Linked DNA regions of Sus scrofa: region 2 is linked to region 1. Evidence: chromatin contacts called from public promoter capture Hi-C data. All regions are on one chromosome and are shown on one strand. The core of a region is the stretch at or near the end of the contact, and the rest is flanking DNA. Distances in the headings are between cores, read along the strand shown.

Region 1 (7,084 bases), core at 973-3,472:
CATCAAGAAAATAAGACAATCTTCCAAACTCCCTCTCCTCCTTTTGCTCCTACCACATCGTTATCCATCTTGACGTCTATCCTTCCGGTGTCAAAGAATGAAATGCCCACCATATGTCCTAAATAACATTTCCCTCAACCGACAAAACTGTTTCACCTGCAATCAAAAGAGTAACACACATGAGCCATAGTGGAAAGAACAAAGGTTTCAGAGCTACCACAGATCTTTTTTAAATTATTGCCTATAGTCTTCCCAACTGTAAAAAAGGAATCCTGATACCTAAACAAGGCTGTTGTGACCTGTAAGGCGTCTTTATGATACCTGGCATATAGTATAATCTCAACAAAGATGTTTCACTATCAGCTCTCCTTCATAACCACAGTTGTCAAAAGATGAATTTTACTCACTGCCTCACACTTGCTCTTCAATCCATCATGATCTGACTACTGCCACCATTCCCACGTCACACTATGTACAGTAGTTTTCAAAGAAAACAAGCCAACTCCTAATTATTAAATTCAGTGGTTTCTTCCCAATTCTCATTCTGTTGGTCAAACGTCATACAGCGACGATCAGCCGCGCCCTTCTTGAAACCTTCTTCCTTTGGCTTCCATCATAGTGACACTCTGTTCTAGTTCTTGTTCCAGTCTTTTAACCTCTCTTCCTCAAGGTCTGTTACCCAAATAATGATGCTCCTTCTGGTCCGTAGCCCTTTTCTTCTCTTCTTTCAGTATTACCATCCCATTCTAAGGCTTCAAATATCCCCTATATATTCTCGGTAACCCTCAAATTTATGCATTCAGTTCCAACCCTTCTCCCAATTCTCAGACCCAAATTTCTAGCGACCCACAATGAAATCTGAAAAATCCCTCAAACGAAACGTGTCCAAAACCAAATTCATTGCTTTCCCTTACAATTGCTTCCTTACGTCCCTACTTCAATTAACACCACCAGTCCCTCCCACGAGTCAAGGTAGCCATCTCCCACTAATTCCGTTTGGAAACCTCATGGAATTGCACGCCTTTCTCTTCATTTTCGCGTCCCTCTTCCCCTCTGACCTGGATTAGCACACTCCTCTCCTGCCTACCTAGGCTTTCTGCCTCCATAGTCCTCACTTCTGAATTCCTCCTCCGTTTTCGCCGGAGATAATCCACCAAACCCAACCGCTGCTTACAGAAGCGTCGATGGTTCCCCATACCTACAGAATGAAGTCCAACTCATGTGGCAAGGCTTTTTCAGAGGGAAAAGCTGAACGGTTTCTACATTCGGCAAACCCGGCTTCATGCCAGCTACCTCTGAATACTGGCTTCGTCCAGAGTGTTTAAAGCGAGGGGGACGGGCAGAGGAGGGAAGAGGAGAGACGCGGAAAAGAGGGGTAACCGGGGGGAAGTGGAACGAAAGAGCCAGGAGTGTCTGCCCGGGGGAGTATCTCTCGAGAGGAGAAGTGGATGTTTTCGAGGGAAGAGTGTGTTTGAGAAGAGTGAGGGAGTCCGGAGCTCCGAGACGGCCGAGAGAAGCTCTCCGGGTGGAGCCAGAGGTCTCGGAAACAGGAGGGAAAGACTCCCGAGTCTCCGCAGGACAGAAAGTGCCCGAGAGGAGTCCGGGACCGGGTCCCTCCTACGAAGGAACGTCTCACGGGCTCCGGGCCTCCGGGGGGAGGGGAGGGGCTGTCCTGGGGCCCGGGAGGAAGTGAAGAGAAGGGAAAGGGGTCGAAGAGGGTCCCCAGCACGGAGAGGAGGACCTCCGGCAAGAGGAGGAGTCCTGCCAGTGCGGAAGATGTGAGCGCCAGTGCTCCGGGACGTAGACGGGTAGCAGCCGCCCGCGCGGGCCGGGGTGCCCCGGGCTCGTGCCCCACGCGCTCTCCTGGCGTTACCTGAGGCGGGACTTAGCAGCCAGAGAGGGGCCTGCGCGGGTGGGAGGGGGAGGCGGAGGCAAAGGGGGAGCATAGTAGCCCTCACAGCTCGGAGGCGGCAGCGGCTCTTAGCCTGCGGAGGCGGTGGGCGTCCCTCGCGCAGAAGCCGGCGACTCGGCGGGGCCAGCGGCGGCGAAGAACGAGGAGGCTACTGCCATGACCCCGCAGTCGGGGCCGCTCCCCCGCGCCTGCTCGGCGGGGCCAGAAGGGTGATCCGGCCGGCGAGTCAAAGAGAGCGGCTGGAAGCGCCGCTGGGCTCCCCGGCCGCAAGCAGGCGACCGAAACGCCTGCCCCGCAGGGCAGGGGAGCTAGGGGCGGGGCTTCAACTGCCACACCCCTCTACTCAAGCCCTCCCACAAAGCAGCCAATCAATGGTCCATCCTTGAAAAAACGAGCTAGAGGAATTGCCCAATTAGCGTTAAGAATGCCACGTGGTATGAGGGTGGGCACAATGGGCTTTCAGAAGAGCCAATCATCAGCCGCAAGCGCCAACGCTGGCGGAGGAAGGGAACCAATAGGAAGGAAGCGGAGGTAAAAACAGAAGAGGCAGTGTGTGGGAAAGGCGGAACCAAAGAGGAGGGAATACACCTGGGGGAAACCCAAGCACCCGAGCCTCTCAGGGGGCGGGACAGTAAACACAAAATGGACCAATCAAAGTGCCAAACATATACAACCGCTTGGTAATTGATAAACCCAACAGAAAATGGATTCGACTGGAGCAGCTTTTGGGTTGGTGAACTTATAGCTGAGTAGGCAAAAGCCGTATGAATGGTGAGTTGGACAGGAGCTCAGTATAGTGGGGGCGGGGGGGGACATACATAAACAACTACTAGTGACTCGAGATAGTAAGAGCAATGGGTAGAAATGCTAAGGGAGCAAGCAATTCATCTAGACTAAGATTCGACTTGGTGAAAGCTTCGAGGAGGTAATACTTGCGCTGCCTTGAAAAGAGGAGTAGAGAATAAGAATTCTATTCAACTGCTCAACAGGCGCGTATTTCCTCATGTTCTCCATATGCCTGGACCTCAGGCACTCATTATCTCATGCCTGAGCATATTGGAACAGGACAAGAGCAGCTAAAGAAACAGTGGAGTACGGGCCCTCCTGCACCAGCACTCCCTGGGATTAGAGACCTCTTCTCTGACATCTCTAGGCTTGCCTCCTATTGGAAGGGTCTTGATAGATGAGTGGGATTTGAATTAGTTAGAGGATGGGTGATGTGCATTCCTAGTGGCACTAAAGTTTAACAGAGAGAAGTGGTAGAAAATAAAAATGGAAAGAGAAGAGGTTAAATATGGGTGTAGCCATAAGCCAAACTTGCCCTTTCTTTTTTAGGCTGTGAGAATTATCCAAGGTTAACAGTAGAGTAGCCTTAACAGGACAGTTTTAGGAAGATTGATAGTTCACTGGCTCTCTGAAAGGAGAAAAGAGATCACCAGAGCCCAGTCCCCCTGGCCCAAAGCCTTTGATATCATTCTTGCAGCAAGAAATCATGTGCTGCCACCTGGTGACAGTTTAAATTCCATTGTTCCACATTGCTATTTAATGTTTCTGTTGTTTCTGTTGAGTCCTGGTACCCTTGCAAATCTGTCTTCCACCAAGCTTGATGCAAAGTAGCTGATAAGTAGGACACTGGTAGCCTGTAGATTAAATAATGCCATTATGCATATGTATCACCTGCCAGTGAAAGACATTAAAGACAGGGGGTTCCTTGCACCTGCTTTAGCAGGAAGATGAACCTTGATGGGAAGTTTTCAGTTTTGTTTTTTTTTAACAGGTACTGTTTGATCCAGGTCTGACCTCTACCATTCCACTCTCAGCAATCTCCCTAATTGGAGTTCCCGTCGTGGCGCAGTGGTTAACGAATCCGACTAGGAACCATGAGGTTGTGGGTTCGATCCCTGCCCTTGCTCAGTGGGTTAACGATCCGGCGTTGCCGTGAGCTGTGGTGTAGGTTGCAGATGTGGCTCGGATCCTGTGTTGCTGTGGCTCTGGCGTAGGCTGGCAGCTACAGCTCCATTTAGACCCCTAGCCTGGGAACTTCCATATGCTGCGGGAGCAGCCCAAGAAATGACAAAAAAAAAAAAAAAAAAAAAAAAGCAATCTCCCTAATGCAGAAATAATCCTTGAGGATTGCTTTACAGATATTCAGATGTCAAGGACCCACTCTTCATGACCTGCCAGGGCCTTGATTGTACCCCATAACAAGTAGTTCCTGCTCTACTCACCCTAGCCTTTTATTATGCTTTTATTTCTGATAACTGTCTCCCCTTCCCAGCCAAACTGAGCTAAGAGCTGGGACCTTTACAGAAGTCCACTGCACATCTTAGCTCAGGACAAACACATACCAGGACTGGTAAGCATTATGCTCAATAAAAAGCCACTTTGTGGGTAAATGGCATTATTTTTGGCTATATTTAGCAGTGGAAGAAACCTCATGACACCTCAGTGAGATGCTGCTGCTTCTAGGGAAATCCTGGACTTGCACTGTCCAGAATACAAGCCCAGGTAAGGAAAAAGTAAAGCTTCCCTTAGACTACCTGGGAAGATATACTTTCCAGAGAACTAGGCAGTAGAAGGATCAGAACCAGTAACCACAAAGCATTTTTTTAAAATATAATATAGGAAATAACAGAGTGTGTAACTCCTAGTAATAATAAGTATTCAATCATAAAATTTCAGTTAAATATATACATGGAGTTCCCGTTGTGGCTCAGGGGGTTAAGAATCCAACTGGTGTCCATAAGCATGCAGGTTCCATCCCTGGCCTCACTTAGTGGGTTAAAGGATCCTGAGTTGCCATGAACTGTGATGCAGGTTGCTGATGTGGCTTGGATCTGGCGTGGCGGTGGCACAGGCTGGCAGCTGTGGCTCCGACTCGACCCCTAGCCTGGGAACTTCCATATTCCGTGGGTGTGGCCCTAAAAAGACAAGAAAATAAATAAATAATGAATAAACATATATATGTATATTTACTAGGCTACAGTGTAAACTGTATTTCTCACTGGTGGTTATAGTCAAAAAATCCTGGAGTTCCCATTGTGGCGCAGTGGTTAACGAATCCGACTGGGAACCATGAGGTTGCGGGTTCGATCCCTGACCTTGCTCAGTGGGTTAACGATCCGGCGTTGCCGAGAGCTGTGGTGTAGGTTGCAGACGCGGCTCGGATCCCGCGTTGCTGTGGCTCTGGTGTAGGCCGGTGGCTCCAGCTCCGATTAGACCCCTAGCCTGGGAACCTCCATATGCCGCGGGAGCGGCCCAAAGAAATAGCAAAAAGACAAAAAAAAAAAAAAAAAATCCTAAAGCCACTGAATTAGAGGCAGAGAGACTGAAAGAAGAGAGAACAGGGAGGAGACTGCTGCAGAAATGCAGCCCGGGCTGCTGAGGATGAAGAGATATGGAGGGGCTAGAATGAGCCTTAAGGCAGAAGCTGGAAAAAAAAAAAAAAGGAAGGAGTCTTCTATGGCCCAGGTCAAAGGCCCATCAGAATATCTTGCCCCCCTCTGCATCTCACAGCAGTACTGCCCCAGAGCATTGTCCTACCACCTCACTCTACCCCCGAGAATGGGCGTTCCCATCTCCTTCCAACTTCCACTGAGCACAGAGCTTGCGCGCAGATTATGAGGTTATTAATGTCTATGAACTTGGATTTCAGAGACAGAGGTGGCAGGAAGCAGTCATGTAACAGGAGGAAGAAAAGGTACAGCTGACTCTATCCTATGTGGGTGCTGATTCACAGAAGACACATCACAATAAAACCATTTTATTGGAGTTGGTGGGTTGGGACAGACAGGCAGCGACAAGCCTCAGTAGGGAGGGCAAGTATCAGAGAGATGAAGAGGGGACCCAGAAAGAGGACCTTGGAGGGGAAGGTGAGCAAAGAAGACTTCATCGTATTACTCTTACTCTTAAAAGTCCTTACAGGTCACTCAGGAGCATCTTGGGGCCCTAAGAGAATAGATCTTCCTGCCCAAGGCTCTGGGCCTGGAGCTGAAAGCTGCTGGACTCCAGGTTAGAAAGAGTGTGCTTCTGGATATCTAAGAGGAGAGAAAAGAGAGAACAAACCATCAGCAAGCACTATGATACATTCAGACCTAGGTCCTGGGCCCTGATTTGGAGGGAGACACAGACCTGACTTGGGATAAGGAGAAACAGGGGTTGGTGGAGTCACAGAGAAAGAGACAAAACATCTTTCTACTCAGCATCAAACAATTAGGCAGCTGGCATCCAGGCACCAATTACTTTTCCTTCTATTTTTTTAACTTTTTTTAATTACAGTTGGTTTACAACGTTCTGTCAATTTCTGCTGAACAGCAATATGTACCAGTCATATGCATAACAAATACTTTTTTATTTTTTATTTTATTTTTATTTTTGGCCACACCCTTGGCGTGCACAAGTTCCCAGGCCGGGATTGAACCTGTGCAACAGCAGTGACCTGAGCCACAGCAGTGACAACGTCAGATTCTTAACCCATTGAGCCACAAGAGAACTCCTCCATGCACCATTAAGATTCAGCTTCCCAGGGAGTTCCCATCATGGCGCAGTGGTTAACGAATCTGACTAGGAACCATGAGGTTGCGGGTTCGATCCCTGCCCTTGCTCAGTGGGTTAACGATCCGGTGTTGCCGTGAGCTGTGGTGTAGGTTGCAGACGCGGCTCGGATCCCACGTTGCTGTGGCTCTGGCGTAGGCTGGCAGCTGCAGCTCCGATTTGACCCCTAGCCTGGGAACCTTCCATATGCCGCAGGAGCGGCCCAAGAAATGGCAAAAAGACAAAAAAAAAAAAAAAAAAAAGATTCATCTTCCCAGAGTACCTGTTGTGGCTCAGTGGTTAACAAACCCAACTGGGATCCATGAAGATGCAGGTTCGATTCCTGGCCTTACTCAGTGGGTTAAGGATCCAGCGTTGCCGTGAGCTGTGGTGTAGGTCACAGACACAGATGGGATCCAGCATTGCTGTGGCTATGGGGTAGGCTGGCAGCTGTGGCTCCAACTGGACCCCTAGCCTGGGAACCTCCACGTGCCACAGGAGTCGCCCTAAAAAGGAAAAAAAAAAAAAAAAAAAAAGATTCCACTTCCCCAGATCCCTGCCTTACACCCACCTAGCTTCCTTTAAAAGTTCCCAGCTAATGTCTCTGTCTGAAAAGCTAACTTCAGAGCTAGATGAAGA
Region 2 (7,440 bases), core at 1,950-4,449, 670 kb before region 1:
TTTCAGGCTCTCAAACTTTTTCCTCTCTTCCTGGGACATGAAACCTGCAGGGATGAAGGGAGAGGGTTGCAAACGCTTCCTCGGCTCCCAGGACTCTCCGCCCCGGGACCCTGGAGCGCCCCCTGGTGGTCAAACCGCCCCTCCCAGAAGACCGGGGAGGCGGGTCGGGTCCCGCCGGCCCCAGGGCTCTCCCAGCGCGGCCCCGCACCCGCACCCGCGTCGGGCTGTGGGCCGCGCACCTGCGTCCACCACGTGCTCCATGGTGGGGAACCGCTTGAGCACGCGGGTGCTGACGGAGCGCAGCACCAGCACCGAGGCCAGGTTGGCGTAGCGGATGAGGGTGCGGCGCAGCAGGCGGCCGCGCTCGTCCACCCCGTGCACGCTGGCCGAGATGACGCACATCAGCTGGTCTGGCAGCGGGATGCTTGTGTACTGGGCCCACCAGCGGTTCACCACCAAGGTCACGTAGAAACCTGGTCGCCGGCATGGGTTGGGGGACCAGGAAGGGTAGAGAGAGGGTTCCGGAGTCAGCGCGCCCTGCCCGCAGCCGGCGCACCTGGTCCAGGCCAGTCGGAACCAAGGCAGGGGGAAGGACACAGTGGCTTCAGCGCCCCGCCTGGCCATCGGGGGGACAGCCTCTTCCTCTGGTCCCACCCTGATGGGCCAAACCAGGCAGGGAGGGAGGAAGGAAGAGTGCAAACCTCCTCAGGCAGAGAAGGAGTGGTTCCAGGCCAAGACAATGTCTAACTCTGAGCCCTGCTTTCCACGAGCGTGGGGAGGGAGGTGTCCCCTCTCTGCAGTTCCCAGAGGGTTGTGAGGCCAGCAGGTGGCTTGGGCTTTGTCTGGAGTGAAGGTCCAGAAGTGACAGGCAGGGCCTCATCCTCTGGAAACCCCGGACCCTGCATGCAGCTCCGGGGCCTGCCCAGCCTGCTCTCGCTGACCTCCAGCCTGTGCCACTGGAGTAATTCTGACCCTCTCGAGTCATCCGCCCAACCCGGAGGTCAAGCAAGATGATTAAGAGGATGCCAGGGCGAAGCCCTTGTCCTTTGAACTTACCCAGGACAAAGGACAAGGGGATGAGGTCTGCGGAGCGGTTGCAGTATCGGGCCACCTGAGCGTACACTTGCCTTTGCTCTTGGGTCAGCAGCAGCCTGGGGAAGGTCAAGTGAGGCCTGGGTTAGAGGGAGGTGGGCAGCCTCGTCCCCCACAGCCCAGCCCTGAGACCCCGCCCTCGCCCTCGCACCGGTAGGTGATGCTGAGCAGAGCATACAGGGCGACGAAGAGGAGGAACTCCTTGTAGAGGAGCTTGTAGATGCTCCCCCTCCAGCGGAGAAGCAGGCCAGAGAAGCTTCCGAAGCGGGCCTCTGCCACTTTGAGGGTATATGAGACCGTCATGGTGCGGGGCGCCTGTGGCAAAAGGTCGCAAGAGCTGCCCCCAGGGCTGTCCTTCTCCCCCAGCAAGCCTTCTCCTTAGCTGGCCTTCTCCACACCAAGCTTAGGTCCCCAGGCAACCGTAGCTCAACGCTGGTCCCCCCGCCCCAGCCCAGTATCCTCCTGTGTCAGGAGACAAGGGGAGGAAGCTGCAGAGCAGACTGAGCACGCCCACAGCCTGGAACCCGGTGGTGCTTGGGTGAAGCCAGGACGGGGCGGGCGAAGGGGGAGCTGAGATCTACACTCTCTCATGCATGAGGCTTCCCCAGGCGCCTCTTCCTCTTGCAGGGCTGAGAGTCCCGGTCATGAACTGCTGAAAAAAGGAGGTCCGACTCTAGCCCAGACTCCACCACCTTGGGGTCTTGCTCTGGAAGCTGATAACTGGTCTCTCAAGGCCAGGGTGCTCCCCCCCACCCCCCACCAACCTACCTGATCTGGGCAGCAGCCTGTGCCAAGGAAGGGGAACTGGGCTAGCCTTCACCCAACAACACTTAAGTACCTCCTGGGCCCATAAAGTTTGGCTGGACTGCGGTTATCATTGATGGATTGAGGCTGTCACCCAGCTTCCCCTGATCCTGGGAACTGGATGTGTCTCCCTACGCCTGCAGGGCTGGGCTGGCCTTTGCGTGGCATAAATGCCATCTGCATTGACCCCACAGCTCGCAGCATGTCCTTGAATCCAGGAGGACTGTCCCACGCTCCAGGTGAGAAGACAGATGCATGATAAAATGTTATGACAACTGCAGATGGCAGAGCACTGACTAAGTGACAGGCACTCTGCCAAAGCACCACTCTGTCACCCTCTGCCCTGTCTTGGGAAGCTCCTTCCCCCACACTGTGAGCTGGTTCTCACTGCCAGTGTTTCCTGAAGAGAGGAAGCAAGGAGAGGTGGTTCGGGGCACAAGCTTAAGAGTCGGAAAAACCCGGGTTTTTGGAGGTCCTGTTGTGGCGCAGCGGAAACGAACCCGACTGTTACCCATGAGGAGGCGGATTCCATCCCGGCCTCACTCAGGGGGTTAAGGATCCGGTGCTGCTGTGAGCGGCAGTGGGGTAGGTCACAGACGCAGCTTGGATTCCGTGTTGCTGTGGCCTAAGCCAGCAGCTACAGCTCTGATTCCACCCCTAGCCTGGGAACTTCCATATGCCACAGGTTTGGTCCTGAAAAGCCAAAAGAAAAAGAAAAACTTGGGTTTGAAGTCTAGCTCTTCGTAACCCTGTCCAAGATTTCTCATCTCTCTGAACCTTCGTTTCCTCCTCTGCAAAACAGGATCAATAATTCCTTTCTCACGGTGCAGTGGAGGGTATCCAGAGAAACAATGCCCAGCGCCTGCAGCATGCAGGCATTGATCCTGGGTTGCTCTCATCAGCAAAATCCAAGTCTGACCCTTTGTTTTCCACCTACTGGTCCACTGTTGCATCCCAGCGCCAGGCAGTCCTTCAGAGACTGAGAGGCAGAGACCTTTCTCCTCTCGCCTGGCCTGCCCGCCCCGTGCCAAACAGGGCTCTCAGTCTGGGTGTACAGCCTCTGAGATGCCCCTACTTCTGCCCACGGTCGCCAGCCTCTGGCTTCGCTCTCTTTCCTGCTCCTGCGAGGTCCTCTTCTGTCTATGAAAAGATGTCGCCTCTGGCCTGTGAGACCCTAGAGGATGGGGTTGCATCTGATTCATCTCAGTAAAGCTGGGGAGACTTGAACCCAGGCCAGCTTTTCTTTTCTTTTCTCTTTATTTTTTGGTCCTTTTTAATCTGAGCGACATCTGGCCTTCCTCCCCGCTAGAGGTGGAATCGGAGCTACCGCTGCCGGCCTACGCCACAGCCACAGCAATGCGGGATCCAAGCTTCGCCTGCGACCTACCCCACAGCTCACGGCAACGCCAGATCCTTAACCCACTGAGTGAGGCCAGGGATCGAACCCGCATCCTCATGGATCCTAGTCGTGTTTGCTCATCATGGAGCCACGAAGGGAACTCCTCCTCCCCACTTTATGTAAGCAAGGTCTGGAAACCAATTCATGGCCTGATGAGTTATGTTCTCCTTCCGGGGCCCAGGTGGAGATCTCAGTATGTGGAAAGAACAGGACTCTGTGTGTGTGTGTGTGTGTGTCCTGGAAATCTGGAAGCCCCAGGACCTGACCTGGGGAGGGCAAGACTCCAGCTCTGGGGCCTCAGCCGTCATGGCCACGCAGCCCCTTCCTAAGCGCTGATCTGTGGCTTTCCTAAAGCATTCTGGGTTGCTTACCACTTAACCAGTCTCTGGTACCTGGGAAGCCAGGCCCTGGCACTGGGGGAGCTCAGGCCCTGGGGTCCTGGAAGCTTCTTTCTGACAGTGGACCCTGAGGACAGCCCAGCTGGCTGGTTTCTGTCCTAGGCCCCCACCCTCATTTGAGGCCCTCTTGCCTCTGCCTGTTACCTGCTCTCTGGCTCACTGGGCTGTGAATTTCCCACAGAGCCACTGGTAAAGGTATGGGACCTGAAGTCTGCCCCGGGAAGGAGCAGTCCCCAGGCCACACCCAGCCCCTCCTTCCTGAGTCACTTTATCTCCGTTCCCAGCTGCTGACAGGTCCCTTTGGTTTATGGTCTAGGAGAGGGAACCGCTCCACCTGTAAATTACTTTCCCCACCCTTTTTTTATCCTCCTCTAGCTCTTGCCTCTCCCTCTCTTCTGGGCCTAACCACCCATGCCCCCTGCCCTCCTCACAGCTGAGAGCTGGCTACATGGCTTGGCAGTTTACAGCATGGAGTCTGGAGACAGACCGCCTAGATTTTTTCTATTTTATTTTGTCTTTTTTAGGGCCGCACCCGCGGCATATGGAGGTTCCCAGGCTAGGGGTCAAATTGGAGCTGTAGCCACCAGCCTACATCACAGCCACAGCAACGACGGATCCTTGACCCACTGAGTAAGGCCAGGGATTGAACCCGCAACTTCATGGTTCCTAGTCAGATTCATTTCCACTGCGCTACGATGGGAACTCCAGACTGCCTAGATTTTTAAACCCAGACTCCACAGTGAACTACCTTCATGACCAAGCCAACGGTTTAACCTCTCTGTCCTTAATTTCCCTAAGGGAGAAACAGAATGATAATGCCTGTCTCCTGGAGTAGTTACGACTATCAAGTGAATTAATATTTTTAAAGAGCTCGGTAAGCATGTGATACTATTAGTATCTCCTCTTTTCTGGCCCTGCTCTTGTATTTCCATCTCTGCCCACACCGAGGACACTTGAGATCTTACTGCTGAATCCAGTAGGTCCCTCCTGAGGCCTAACCTTACGTGGACTCTCTCATTCTTTTTCCCTTTTTTTTTGGCTGGGCCTGTGGCATGCATAAATTCCAGGGCCAGAGAGCGAACCGGTGCCACAGCTTCAGCCCAAGCCACAGCGGTGACAATGCTGGATCCTTAACCCCCTGTTCCAACAAGGGAACTCGGGCATCTCTCTCTCTCTTTGTCTTTTGTCTTTTTAGGGCCTTACCCACGGTCAAAGACACGGCTCGGATCTGGCATTGCTGTGGCTGTGGTGTGGCCGGCGGCTGCAGCTCCAATTAGACCCCTAGCCTGGGAATATGCTGCAGACGCAGCCCTCAAAAGACAAAAACAAACAAACAAACAAACAAAACAGAAATAATGACCCACAGAAAAGTCAGGCAATGGTGAATAGGGGAGTCAGACATCTTGGGTTCAGATCTTGCCTCTGCCCCTTGGCAGTTGCATATGACTGGGCAAGAGGCAAACCTAGGTGAGCCTCAGTTCCCTCATCTGTCAAGTGGGGATAATAATCACATCCACATGGTAAGTTTACTATGAGCTTAGCCCAGTGCCTGGGATGCGGCAGGTGCATAAGATCCCTTAACGGCAGCCTATGTGACACTGAGGGAGGAGGCAGAACAGGCTGCTGGGCCCTTCAGTTACAGCATCCCAGAGGATGTCCTCCTGATGTCCTTGCTCCCAGAGGGAGCTCACGAACCTTATTAACCTCCCAAGGGGCAAAAATAATGAAGGATAAGAGCACACCGCCCCAAAATATGCTACTTTGGCATACTGATTATTTTGAGCTGTTTTACAGCAAATGCAGTGAGAGGTTTTCTTTGAGTTCCCCTTATCTGCTAAAGACGTCTGGAAGGAACCCCGTGATCGAGTCCCCTTCCCAGGACTTTCACCTCACATCACAGGAGAGGAAAGTGGAATTCTGTATCACATCCAGACAAATTTTGTCATAAACTGTCACATCTCCCATCCAGTCTTCTGAGGGTCTCTTCATCTTTCCTAGAAATTATTTCAGGCCGCTTTCCTAAAAGGCTTACTTTCCCTTCTCTCTGTCTCTATTCAATTCTAAGCCACATGGGGGAGTTACTCATTTTCCCCTGGGTATCTCCCATATATACATAAGTTACACGTGTTAATAAACTTGGTTTTTGTATTCGTTGTTGTTGTTTCTCTGTCTCTTTTTTTTCTTTTTCTTTCTTTTTTTTTTTTTTTTTTTTTTTTTGGTCTTTTTAGGGCCACATCCTTGGCATATGGATGTTCCCAGGCTAGAGGCTGAATTGGAAATGCAGCTGCCAGCCACAGCTACCCCAGATCCAAGCTGCATCTGCAACCCACACCACAGCTCACAGCAACCCCAGATCCTTAACCCACTAAACGAGGCCAGGGACCTGAACCCAAGGCTCATGGATACTGGTTGGGTCCCTTAGTGCTGAGCCACAACAGGAACTCCCTGCTGTTGCGAATTTCTTCGTTGAAGGCTACTGTGTGAGTTAATTTGATGAGGGAATACAACTTTTTTTTTTTTTTTTTTCTGCAATCACAGCATATGGAAGCCCCCAGGCCACGAATGGAATCCAAGCCACAGGAATTCCCAGTGTGGCTCAGTGGTAGAGTTGTGGCTCTGCCATCGGTGTGGCGAAGCTGGATCCTTTAACCCAGTGCATTGGGCTGGGGATCGAACCTCCGTCGCCACAGAGACAAGGCCAGATCCTTCTCCCTCTGCACTACCATGGGAACTCCAAGGGAATCCAGCTTTAGATAGTGTGCTTGGAGAGGCCCCTCTGAGGAGGTGACATTGGAGTTAAGGCAGAAAAGATGAGAATGTGTGAGTAGTAAATAAAGACGGGCGGGGATAGTATTCCAGGCGGAGGGAACAGATGTGCGAAGGCCCAGAGGCAGGAAGAGTTCTGTTCTGTGTGAGGAAGAGTGAGGAGGAGGCCTCTCCGGCTGGAGCAATGCGGGCTGGAGGAGATTGCTTGGAGAAGGAGACAGGGCATGAGGCTGCGGAACTTTGTAGAACATCACCCGGATTCTGGATTTCACACTCAGAGCAAATGGGAAACCACTGAAGAGGTATTTGTAAGAAATACACTACAAATGCTATGTGGGGATGGTACTTTGAAGAAAAGGTTAATCAAGGAATTCCCTTGTCGCTCAGTGGTTGATGAATCCGACTAGGAACAATGAGGTTTCGGTTGCTCAGGGGGTTGAGGATCCAGTGTTGCCGTGAGCTCTGGTGGAGCTGCAGACGCAGCTCCTCGGATCTGGCGTCGCTGTGGCTGTGGTGTAGGCCGGCGGCAACAGCTCCAATTCGACCCCTAGCCTGGGAACCTCTATATGCCTCAGGTGCAGTCCTAAAGAAAAAAGAAAAGGAAAGAAAGAAAAAAATACAACCTACTAATAAAAAATTCAAAACTGGAAAAAAAAAAAGAGTCCTATATGAAAACCAAAGATGGGTGGAGTTTTGACTCCTGTCCCCACCCTGAGCACTTTAGAAGGTGACTGTATTTGAAGACGGGTCCTTTAAAGAGATAATAGGGAGGGGTCCTTAGGTAGGGCCTAAACTGATCTGATGAATGTCTTTAAAAGAAGGAATTGGGGCACGTAGGGAAAGATCATGCGAAGTCAGAGGGACCCTGCCATCTACAAACCGGGAGAGAGGACTCAAGAAAATCTGCCTTGTCCATACCTGGGTCATGACCTTCCAGACTCCAAAAGTGTGGGGAAATAAATCTGTAGTTTGAGCCACCTA

Evidence for each region. Promoter capture Hi-C pulls out the DNA fragments that hold promoters and counts their contacts.
Region 2: a promoter capture Hi-C map of fetal liver shows a contact between it and region 1, with 4 times the contacts expected there. The contact joins the promoter of BEST4 here to the promoter of TESK2 in region 1. A contact is called at or near these places in 1 of 5 promoter capture datasets (fetal liver) and 1 of 2 datasets of contacts at active chromatin or transcription factors (skeletal muscle).

Annotation. Positions count from the first base shown.
Region 1 is chr6:165,869,314-165,876,397 of Sscrofa11.1, reverse strand. TESK2 (dual specificity testis-specific protein kinase 2) reads right to left here and starts at 2,222. Exons shown (of 12, transcript XM_021096752.1): 1 at 1,874-2,222; 2 at 1,088-1,198. It overlaps LOC110261410, which reads right to left. Exons shown (of 9, transcript XM_021097629.1): 8 at 7,017-7,084; 9 at 5,631-5,949.
Region 2 is chr6:166,536,526-166,543,965 of Sscrofa11.1, reverse strand. It overlaps BEST4 (bestrophin-4), which reads right to left and starts at 3,199. Exons shown (of 9, transcript XM_021096779.1): 1 at 1,861-3,199; 2 at 1,244-1,407; 3 at 1,057-1,151; 4 at 240-473; 5 at 1-44. The coding sequence starts at 1,395. It overlaps LOC110261241 (a long non-coding RNA gene), which reads left to right. Exons shown (of 3, transcript XR_002345227.1): 3 at 3,206-3,259.